Regions from separate parts of the Sus scrofa genome. Here regions 1, 2 and 3 are each linked to region 4. Evidence: chromatin contacts called from public HiChIP or PLAC-seq data. All regions are on one chromosome and are shown on one strand. Each heading gives the region's core, a stretch centred on a gene start, on an enhancer-like site or on the middle of the called end of the contact. The rest is flanking DNA. Distances are from core to core; before and after follow the strand shown.

Region 1 (2,703 bases), core at 131-2,630, 150 kb after region 4:
CTTCCTCTTCTCAGCCTGGAATCACCCCCGGGGTGTGAAAGGTCCCCAAGGCCAGTACTCACTGAACTTGAAATTCTTTCCCTCAGTCCTGCTGCCTCGCTCAAGCTTCTTCAAGGGAGGCCCTCAGATTCTAGTATGACAGGATTTGGTGGGTGAGTCTGTGTTCGCCCTATCAACTGTCTTATAGATTGAGTCACATGTTCTGCGTATGTCCCTGTGAAATCTTGTGAGATAATACAAACGACTTAAAGACATTCCCCACGGATATTCTGCAACTATCGGGAAGAGAGGAGGAGGAGCGGGATACAGAGGAGCAGGTCGGGGGAAGCAGGAGAGGGGGTAGAATGGGGCAGGGTTTGGGGAGAGGAGGTCCGGGTCGGGGGAGGGGGAGGTCCAGAGGAGCAGAATAGCCAGCCGGGTAGGGGGAACAGACCAACGGGAAGCAGGAGGGGAGGCCTAGGGCAAGACACCCCCGGGGGCAGGACACCCTCCCTGAGTGTCAGTATGTCCTGTTTGAAAAAAGGTACCTTCACCAAAACCACGGCTGGGCACCGAAAGGTCAGGGTCGCCGGCCCCAGAGCATACCTCGGCGGGTGGCGCGCATGGCCCAGAGGAGCCCGGAAGGTGAGCCCTCTGGCCAGGGCAGAGGGGCAGCTTGGGTGAGGGCCCGAGTCAGCCTTCTACCCAGACCCCGCCGGCGCTCGGCCGGATTCCGGCCAGCCCCAACAAAGGCTCAGGTGAGGTTCGCCCCGGCGCGCACCGAGCCAGTCGGCCCGGACCACGACGCACGCGCGGCAGGTAGGGCAGGTGGGCTGCAGGGCCGGCTCCAGCCCCGCCGCGGCCCCGCCGAGGCGCCGCAGCGCCAGGCCGAGGACGCCGCACCTGCCGCCGCCCGCACCTGCCGCACCTGCCTCCCCCGCCGCCCGCACCTGCCCGCCAAGCATGCTCACCTCCGCGCGGCCCGGCCCGGCCCTTCGCCGCCGTGGCCCCCGGTCCGCACTGCTCCATGCGCTCAGCCCGCCCTCAGCGCCGCCCGCCGCCCCGGGGCCGCCGCCACCCGCGCCATCGCGCCGCCGCCCGCTCCGAGGGCACAATGGAGCCGCCGCGCCGCTCATGCATATGCATGACGCCGCGCGCCGGCCCCGCCCCCAGGCCAGAGCAGTGGAGCCCAGAGCCGGCGCTCAGGCCGGGATGGCCTCCGGCCTGCACAGGCCAGGGCGGCGGCCCGGGCGGGCTGGGCAGGGAGGGAGGGCGGGCCGGGGACGACCTGCGCTCCCCGCCCCCTCCACACCTTTCCGAATGCGGCGTCCACGGAGTCACCCGCGCTTCCTCCTTCTAGCTCTCCGCCGGAGCTGGGCGGAGGAGAAGGGGCGGGGCCAGAAGGAGGGTGGAGCCGGGAGGGGCGGAGGGAGGGGCCTGGAGGAGGGCGTGGTCTCGGTGGGCGGGGACTGGGCGGAGTCCGGGCGTGCGGAGGTGACCCGGTATTATCTGGCCACTTCTGCGAGGGGTCTGGTAGGAAAGACCACAGAAAGACCACAGGGAACCAAACAAGTCACTTTCCTCGCTATTCTTCTCTCTTCCCAGAGGGCGGCCCTGTTGAAACATTCTTAGTCACTCAAGTTCTAGCCAGATGAAGCAACCTCTCTGATCAATTGGCATCTTCAGGTGCTATTATCACCCTTTCAAGTTATTCTCTACTATTTTTTACCCTTCCTCTGGGAAAACCACATTTTCCTGATTACCCACAATTAGGTTTGTTTGTTTTTTTTTGCTTGTTTGTTTTTTGTTTTGTCTTTTTAGGGCCGCATCCGCGACATATGGAAGTTCCCAGGCCAGGGGTGGAAGCAGCTGCCGGCCTACACCACAGCCACAGCAACGTGAGATGCGGGATCCGAGCCGCATCTGCGACCTACACCACAGCTCACAACAACGCCGGATCCTTAGCCCACTGAGTGAGGCCAGTGATCGAACCTGGGTCCTCATGGATACTAGTGGGTTTTCTTGACCGCTGAGCCATGACAGGAACTCCCACAATTAGTTTTTTGTTGTAGGAAAATACACATAACAAACCACCATCTTAACCAATTTTAAAGGTACAGCTCAGTGGCATTAAGTAGATGCATCCATCACCACCATCTATCTCCATAGCTTTTTCATCTTTTAAAACGGACACTCTGTAGGCATTAAGCAATAATTCCTCCTCCCACCCACCATTCCACTTTCTGTCTGAATCTGATTCCTCTAGGGACCCGATAGAAGTGGAATCATACAGTATTTGTCCTCTTGTGGCAGGCTTATGTCCTGCAGGTTCATCCACATTGCAGCTTGTATCAGAATCTCCTTCTTCTTCAAGGCTGAATAATGTTCCATTGTGTGTGTATACCACATTTAGCTTATCCATTCATCTGTCCATTGTCCACTGACGCCTCGCAGTTCACGTTCAATATTGCTGAACTTTCTTCCCTCGAGGCTGTCTGAATTCTCTGCTCTGTTTCTTTTGAGAACCAGTACTTCATCAAACAAATGGGGCGGGGCTGCTATGTGTCAGGCACTGGTCTGGGCTCTGAACACTGATCTGTCTCAGTGACCACGACCGTAAGCCCTCTCTGCCTCCAGTGAAAAGGACAAAACGAAGGAAATGACTCACGAGGTAACAATGTCCATCAGGGTGAGGGTTAGGGAGAAAAATGAAGCAAGACCAGA
Region 2 (2,700 bases), core at 152-2,651, 230 kb after region 4:
CTTCAAAGTACAGGACTGCAAAACAAGGCACAAGAAACCCCAAGACATTGTTCATTCCTTGGGCCTGAGTCACCGCTCCCCTGTTCTGGGCAAAGGGCAGAGATAGCAGGTTCTTATCTACGCAGTCTTTTCTACTGTCTCAGTACACAATCTGCACTGAGGTCAGGGAGCTTTGCCAAAGGGGAAGGGTGCACGGATTAGTATGTTCCTCCAAGAGATATCCTTCATTGCAACATGAGCTATCAAACACCTGGAAGGAGGAGTATGGTGGGGGTACTGAGTACGGTAGGGTACTGCAGGGTAGTCTACTCAAGGGTACCACCCTAAAGAGCTCACAGGGAGGTCTGGTACAAACATGAGTAAGGAGGGATACCGAGTACAGCAGTGTGTTGCAGAACAATCCACTCATCCAGGGCATCAACCTGAGGAGCACAGAGAAAGAAGGTGTGGTGTGGTGCTCAACAGTGCGGTACTTACTGAGTACCGTGGAGGTGACGAATACAGTGGGTGCTGCGGGTAATCACTCAAGGGTCCACCCCAAGAGTGAGCAGAGAGGATGGGTACGGTGGAGTATTGAATACTGCGGATACTGCAGGGTGATCCACTTAAGACCTCACCCCAGGAGTGCAGGGAGGAGAGTAAGAAGGGGTGCTGAGTATTGTAGGCTACTGAGTACGGCGTCACCCCAAAGAATACAGGGAGGCTTACAGGGGAGAGTGGGGGGCCTGCGGGGTAATCCGTCCCTCAAGGGTTCACCCCAGGAGCGTAGGGACAGTCCGATCAGAAGCCGACCCGTGCCGTCCACGCTGTGGGAAAGGCGTACTGCCCACAATTCGCAGCCGCTTCTTCAAGGGCGCGCCACCCTTCCATCCGTCCAGGCGGGCAGAGGACACTGCCGGGTGACTCCCACGTGACGCCTCCTCGACCTTGGGGGTCACCCCGGCAGCGGCGCCCGTTCTCTCACATCCGCCGCGCGGCCCACCCCCGCCTCCGCCTCCACCAATGGGGCGCCGCTCCGCGCCCCGCGCAACTTCCGCGCACGCCCGCACCCGCCAATCTCCGCCCGCCTGCAGGCGCCCAGCGCACCATTGGCTGCCACGCCCGTCCGTCAGGCCCCGTCCCACCCACCTCCCCCAGTACGCCCTGCTCCAGCCAGCTTCACTCCCTGTCATCAGGGAGCCAGCGACAACGAGAGCGCAGCGGCCTTGTCCTCAGCCGTGACCCCCGCCTCCTGCCCCACCAGCACGGAACCTCCCAAACCCAGCGAGGCCCGGCGGCAGCGCGCGCCTACCTGTCTTCGGCTCAGCTCCACCCGAATGAGGCGCCGACACCCCACTCCGGGGTACTAAACTCTCGGCCACGCCCCGGCGTGTGGCGTCAGCACGCCGCCCCGCCCTGGGAAGAAAGGGGCCGCCTCTGCCCAGTGAGCAGGGCGGGCCGGGGCTTGACGTCACAGAGTTGCGCCCGCGGCGCTCTTGTGCTCGGTTCGGGCACCTCGCTGGGCCTGGCTGTGCGTCCGGGGCCACAGCTAAGCGGTGCCTGGATTGGTCCCCACCGGCCTGAATGCCGGGTCTTTTGAAAAAGAGGGTCTTCGCGTTGCCTAGTAATGCCTCCTGCAGTGGGCTTTTAGGCGTCCTCTGATCAGAGCTAAGCTGACCTGGCCTGTATTGTCAGACTGAGAGGAACCTTGGTCAGCACTGCATGACTGAGCGCTGCGGGGCAGCGGCCGGGCGGAGTGAGAATCAGGGGGGCCCAGCGCTGACCTAAGGGTTTCCCAAGTGGGACTCCTGGGTCTTCACTTGGTGCATGGACGGGTGTATCATTTCATGGACTAAAAGCGGTCGTCTGCTTTAAGAGGTTATATTACTTTGCCACCTGCTCACAAGTGTGATACCGACCTGATAAGAAAGAGAGAAAAAAAAAAGGGTTAGGATAGCTCCATCTTAAAGTTGACCTGAAAAATACGCACAACCTGAAGGTTGAGTGTTAAGTTTTATTGCGGACGAAATGAGGGCTACAACTGGGGAGGCAGCTGTTGCAGTTAGCTCTGAGATACCGCTGCAAGGAGGGAGGGAAATGTCAGCATACATGTGGTTTTGGTGAGGAGGGAGGTACATGCTACCCAGCACACGTTTTACAGAAGTCTGAGGGTTACTGCTCGACAGGAGGAGCAGACGTCACCATGAAGGATTTCAGTGCTTTTCTAGCTATGAGGAGATGCACGAACCGGGCTCATAAAATCTTTTTCTGAAAGTATCTAACCATCTGAAGACCTGTTCTGCCAGTTTTTCCAGAGCACAAAGTGCCTCATTCCTGAGCTCCCCCCTGAGCTCCTCGAAGGGGCTGTGGAGGGTCAGCAGCTGCAGTGGCTCATGAGTCAAGCTCTGCAGAGGCAGATGGCAAGTGCCAATCTCCAGTTCACAGTCAGAGGCAACTGTAGTTCACAACGAGAAAAAGCAACTCAGAACTGATGAAGCATGGTAGGCTGTATTCAATCACATACTGAGGAAGCCCTTACTTCAGTCCTTATTCAAGATTTCTTCAGTTTTCATTACAGCAAGAAGAAAGCTTCATATCATGATAACATATCTTTAACTCTACTTTTTATTCCTTCCTTTTTTTTTTTTTTTTTAATGGCTGCAATGCATCATATGGAATTCTCCAGCTAGGAGTTGAATCAGAGCTGTAGCTGCCAGCCTA
Region 3 (2,700 bases), core at 74-2,573, 260 kb after region 4:
AACCTCCAGTGAGCCCCGCCAGCATTGTGATTTCAGCCTAGTGAGAGCTCATGAAACTTCTGACCTACAGAACTCAAAGATAATAAACTTGCATTAAACCACCAAGATTATGGGAATTTGTTAACAGCAGCAATTGGTGGGGACCAAGAATCCTTATTTTTATGTATGTATGTATGTATTTATTTTGTCTTTCGTCTTTTTAGGGCTGCGGCATATGGAGTTTCCCAGGCTAGGGGTCAAATCGGAGCTGTAGCCACCGGCCTACGCCAGAGCCACAGCAACGCGGGATCCGAGCCAAGTCTGCAACCTACACCACAGCTCACGGCAACGCTGGGGACCGAACCCGCAACCTCATGGTTCCTAGTCGGATTCGTTAACCACTGCGCCACGATGGGAACTCCGAATCCTTATTTTTAATCAAGCTGTGCAGGCAACATCGGGGCAGCCAGGTTTGGGAACCCCAGACCAACCTACCTTCCTCATCTCCTTCTCCCAAACATCATTCTTGTACAGTCCAATCGCTCTAGCCTGTCCTTTGGACTGCTTGTGACCCTGAATCTTAGCCAGCCTCGGTTGCCTCTATCATGTGTTGGTACACCAAGTGTCTTTCTACTCAAAGCTGTTGCCCCGGTTCAGATTCCCAAGTTCCCCGCAGTGCTACAGCCAAACAGCCCTGTAAAACATATGTTGGTGCACTTTTCCTGAGCACCGTAAGTGGCAGAGAAATTAGTGCTTACACACAAATCCGACAGATTCCCCAGATGCATAAGAAAGGGCGCGGGACTCACCAGTGTTTCTCGTACGTGGTGAGCTACCATCCGCCGCACGCCTGTTCTTAAATAGAACACAGGCGAGCACGCTTGAACACTGATGTATTTGTCAATGCAAGTATAACTAACGCCGAATAAATACTAGGGTGAGGCTGTTAAAACCAACCTCGAGGTGAAGGGAAAGCCCTAAGCATGTAACCGGGGGACAGTCCTGCTGGTTGTTTGACCCGTTGTGGGTCGGCGGAGGCGGGCACAGGAGGGAATCTCACCCGCCTCCACGCAGCCCCGCCCCCGCCGCAGGCAATCCCAGCGCAGCACGCCTTTAGGAGGCAGTGTCAGCGGACCAGCGAGGACCAGACAGCTCCCAGCCGACCCTGGCCCCTCGCCCGTCCCCTCTCCCCGGAGACACCGGGTTCTGCGCGCCGCCGCCGCGGCAGCGGTCCTCCGTCAGAACATCGGAAGCCGGGGCTCCGATACTTCCGGGAGGTGACGTATCCTTTAAGATGATTGGCTGCTGCTGTGACCCGCCTACGCGGCCCCGCGTGCACTTCCTGTCGCGCATGCGCGCTGTCACTACAGAACAGCAGCATGGAGGATCCAGAGCTATTGGGTTTTGAACACATGGGCCTAGACCCCCGGCTCCTACAGGTACTGGGGAGGGCTGAGGAGCCGGTCCGAGGTGGAGGGGAGGTGGCAGCAGGGCAGCGCGCCGCCTGAGCCGTCCCTTGTCTCTCCTAGGCCGTTACCGACCTGGGCTGGTCGCGACCCACGCTGATCCAGGAAAAAGCCATTCCTTTGGCCCTTGAGGGGAAGGACCTCCTGGCTCGGGCCCGCACGGGGTCAGGGAAGACCGCTGCTTATGCCATTCCGATGCTGCAGCTGCTGCTCCACAGGAAGGCGGTGAGTCGGGGGAGGGGCCTTTAAAGGCCGGGAAGGGAGATGCAGGCGTTTGAGTTCCGTTGTGCCCCCTTGGAAGACTGTGTCCCCCATCGCCACCCACCGAAGTCTTTCCCAAGTACCGGGTTTCCTTATGGCCTCTTACACGTGAAGGTTGGTCTGAAAGAAACTGGTGCTCTTGCTGTAAACGCTCTGGGGTGGAATTCAGGTCACTTGGGTTCTAGTCAAGGCCCTCCGACCACCACTCTTTGTACAATCCTGAGTAAATGGGGTTTCTCTTTTTCCTACTTTAAAAGGGGGCACCTCTTCCCTTCCTACTTATAGATTATTGTGAAACTCTGGTTTCCTAACGGATACATTTTTTGTAACTTTGTAGCTGTAAAGAGAGTTATCCTTTTTGTGGTGAGTGTCTGGGAGAAGAGTCCTCTGGTCTACATTCTGAAGTGCCTAGAAGCAGGTGGGGGGTTGGTCAGAGGACAACTAGGGAGTTCCTGTCGTGGCTCAGCGGTAACAAACCTAATATCCATGAGGAAGTGGATTCTATCCCAGGCCTCACTCAGTGGGTTAAGGATCCATCGTTGCCATGAGCTGTGGAGTAGGTCACAGACACAGCTAGGATCTGGTGTTGCCGAGGCTGCGGCTGCGGCTGGCAGCTGTATAGCTCCTGTTGGACCTCTAGCCTGGGAATTTCCATAAGCCACAGATGTGGCTCTAAAAAGACAAAAAAAAAAAAAAAAAGCACAACTAGATTGTTGTGTTGGAGTTCCCGTCGTGGCGCAGTGATTAACGAATCTGACTAGGAACCATGAGATTGTGGGTTCGATCCCTGGCCTTGCTCAGTGGGTTAACGATCCGGCGTTGCCGTGAGCTGTGGTGTAGGTTGCAGACGCGGCTCGGATCCCGCGTTGCTGTGGCTCTGGCGTAGGGTGGCAGCTACAGCTCCGATTAGACCCCTAGCCTGGGAACCTCCATATGCCGCGGGAGAGGCCCAAGAAATGGCAAAAAAAAAAAAAAAAGATTGTTGTGTTGAAGT
Region 4 (2,711 bases), core at 115-2,614:
GAGGAACCTCTTGAACTATGTCCTAAATCTAACTGCCAAACATAACATCACTGAAATCACTCAGCTGGGATTAGGTAGAGCAAAACTCGACCTCTGCGGGCCTACCGTGAGTGAGCCTGCTGTACCATGAAACACGGTTTTTGCTTTTACTTGATACCCCAAAATTGAAGTCAACTCAGCAGCAAATGTTTCTCCATTACCGTACACCCCATTTTCTCAAAGATACTAACCCTGGAAAACTTTCTGGCCCATAACCAGGGCCAGCTCCTCTGCAGCCCCTGGTCACTGACCCGCGGGGAAGGCCATGTGGACAGCCTGGGTTTGGGGCAGAGTTACTGACCGGAAGGGGCGGAAAGGCGTGGCTCCTTCCTCCCCCGCGCTCCCGGCCGGCAAAGGACCACCTAACCCCATTGTCCAGGGGCTCGCCTCGTACTCCATCGCGCAGAGACCGACTCCCACGACCCTGTCCGGGACTGACCGTGGACTGTCCACCGGGGGGCCCTGGCCTGCCCGCCACGCTCACCCCAACCGCGGGTGCCTCCGGGCCTCTCCACGCCGGACTTCCAACCTGGGGCCTCTCCACGCCGGACTCCCGCCCGGGACCTCCCTGTGCCTGGCCTCCCCACGCCGGAGTCCACACGCCAGACTCCCGTCCCGGACCTCCCCACGCCTCGCCTCCCCACACTGAACCTCCCAAATCAAAACTCCCCTCCACGGACCTCCCGAAACCAGACTTTCCCACGCCCCGCACCGGCAGACCGACAGGCGGCCCCGAGCGACCCTCCCGCGTCCCCCTCACTCCCCCCCTAGTCCCAGCCCCAGACCCTCCGCCTTCCGCCAGCCTCCTGCCTTGGTCGGGGGTCCAGCCCACCCCGCGCCCGGCCCTCGGGAGGACGCGCCCCGCAGCCTCACCTTCTTGCCCTTCTTGCTCTCTTCCTCCATGTCGCCGCGAGCGGCCCCCGCGGCCCGGCCCGCCCCGGGAGCCCCGCGCCGCCCGCGGCCGCTACATGCTCGCCCCGGCCCCGCGGCCGCCGCCGCTCCTGCGCCGCTAGCCTGGCCGCAGTCTCCTCCCGCGGCCGCCAGGGGCCGTCCGCGCCCTGCACCCCGCACCCCGCACTTCCGGACCGAGGGCGCAGCCCCGCCCCCGCGACCACGCCCCGCCCCGCGCGCGCACGCCCCCTCGGCCCACACGCTCCGCCCCCAGCCCTTCCAGGCGGCCGAGAACGCGCCTGCCCTGCCCGCCCCTTTCAGGGCCGCGGGAGCGCGCCTGTCGCGCCCCTGTCCCACCCCACGCCCTTCAGGGAGGGCCTGCAGCCCGCGCCCACAAGCCCGGCGCCTCAGGGCCGCACGAGCGGCTCCAGCGTTTCAATTCTGCCGCCATCTTTTGGGCAGCCAACTTCCCAGCCTGCCTCACGCTCAAGCAGATTAGGCTCAGGCCGCCAAGAAACGGTGGGCGGGGCCGGCGGGAGGGGCGGGGCCTGTGGGAAGGTGAGGACGGGAAGTGGGGGTGTGGGGGCTCTGGGAGGGGCTGGCGAGAGGGGGCGCGGTCATCGGAGGCGGGGCTGCGGACCGGAGTGGTTGGCGGGAGTGGGAGGGCGGGGCCTGCAGGAAGGTGAAGGCGGGAAGACCTGGGCGGGGCTGCTCGAGGAGCGGGGCCTCGGGGAAGGGGCACAGGACCACTCCCTTTCCTTTCTCCCTTTGCCCTTCTTTCGTGTGGGTGCAGTGAAACTTTTTGCTAAGACTTCCTGTGTTTCAGCGTCAGCCTTCCTTAGACAAACACGTTGGGAAAGTTTAAATGCAACAGCGAGTACGTCCGGACCCTACCAGAATAAAATGTAGAACGGGAGTTCCCTTCGTGGCTCAGTGGTTAACGAGTCCCACTAGGAACCATGCGGTTGAGGGTTCGATCCCTGCCCTCGCTCAGTGGGTTGGGGATCCAGCGTTGCCCTGAGCTGTGGTGTAGGTTGCAGACGTGGCTCGGATCCCGTGTTGCTGGGGCTGTGGTGCAGGCTGGCGGCTACAGCTCCGATTAGATCCCTCACCTGGGAACCTCCGTATGCTGCGGATGCGGCCCTAGAAAAGACAAAATGAATAAATAAATAAAACCTAGAACCTTTTTTTTTTTTTTAATGGCACATAGAGGTTCCCAGGCTAGGGGTCGAAATGGAGCTACAACTGCCGGCCTACACCACAGCCACAGCCACGCAGGATCTGAGCTGTGTCTGCGACCTACACCACAGCTCACAGCAACACGGGATCCTTAACCCACTGAGCGAGGCCGGAGATCAAACCTGCAACCTCATGGTTACTAGTCGCATTGGTTTCCTCTGCACCACAAAGGGAACTCCCACACACAGAACCTTAATAGTCACCTAGAAATAACAGCCACCTTTTACCGATGAGGTCCAGAGAGATGGTTTGCCCAAAACACACTGTGAAGTGGAGTCAGCAGCAGCAGGCCCACTGTTTTGCCACCAAACAGCTGCCAGTAAGAACCCTGCTGTTCAACTAAAATGTAAACTGATACCAAACAAAACAATATTTGTCTCGACTGGTTAACTTTTTAGAGTGTTAGATCCTGTGCCAGGGGTCAATGGTCTCTCTCTCGGCTCCCATCGTGGGATGGAGCTGGGCCCTTTGAGCTGTCCTCCCTTGCCAGGCGGCCCAGTGTGAAGCTTTGCGGGTAGAAACTGCAGGGAGGCAGTGCAGGA

Evidence for each region. HiChIP or PLAC-seq counts read pairs in DNA pulled down with a chosen protein or histone mark.
Region 1: a contact with region 4 is called in an H3K27ac HiChIP or PLAC-seq map of alveolar macrophages. The contact joins the promoter of ZMIZ2 here to the promoter of CCM2 in region 4. A contact is called at or near these places in 1 of 47 Hi-C or Micro-C datasets (epiblast stem cells) and 1 of 2 datasets of contacts at active chromatin or transcription factors (alveolar macrophages).
Region 2: a contact with region 4 is called in an H3K27ac HiChIP or PLAC-seq map of alveolar macrophages. The contact joins the promoter of OGDH here to the promoter of CCM2 in region 4. A contact is called at or near these places in 1 of 47 Hi-C or Micro-C datasets (skeletal muscle) and 1 of 2 datasets of contacts at active chromatin or transcription factors (alveolar macrophages).
Region 3: an H3K27ac HiChIP or PLAC-seq map of alveolar macrophages shows a contact between it and region 4. The contact joins the promoter of DDX56 here to the promoter of CCM2 in region 4. A contact is called at or near these places in 1 of 5 promoter capture datasets (fetal liver), 4 of 47 Hi-C or Micro-C datasets (alveolar macrophages, heart right ventricle, liver and 1 more) and 1 of 2 datasets of contacts at active chromatin or transcription factors (alveolar macrophages).

Annotation. Positions count from the first base shown.
Region 1 is chr18:50,597,541-50,600,243 of Sscrofa11.1, forward strand. It overlaps ZMIZ2 (zinc finger MIZ domain-containing protein 2), which reads right to left and starts at 1,381. Exons shown (of 20, transcript XM_021078664.1): 1 at 1,292-1,381.
Region 2 is chr18:50,683,589-50,686,288 of Sscrofa11.1, forward strand. It overlaps OGDH (2-oxoglutarate dehydrogenase, mitochondrial), which reads right to left and starts at 1,402. Exons shown (of 23, transcript XM_021079062.1): 1 at 1,292-1,402.
Region 3 is chr18:50,704,290-50,706,989 of Sscrofa11.1, forward strand. It overlaps DDX56 (DEAD-box helicase 56), which reads left to right and starts at 1,324. Exons shown (of 14, transcript NM_001244543.1): 1 at 1,324-1,418; 2 at 1,509-1,670. The coding sequence starts at 1,359.
Region 4 is chr18:50,449,078-50,451,788 of Sscrofa11.1, forward strand. CCM2 (cerebral cavernous malformations 2 protein) reads right to left here and starts at 1,365. Exons shown (of 10, transcript XM_021079071.1): 1 at 913-1,365. The coding sequence starts at 942. It overlaps LOC100739791 (a long non-coding RNA gene), which reads left to right and starts at 1,435. Exons shown (of 6, transcript XR_002340445.1): 1 at 1,435-1,449.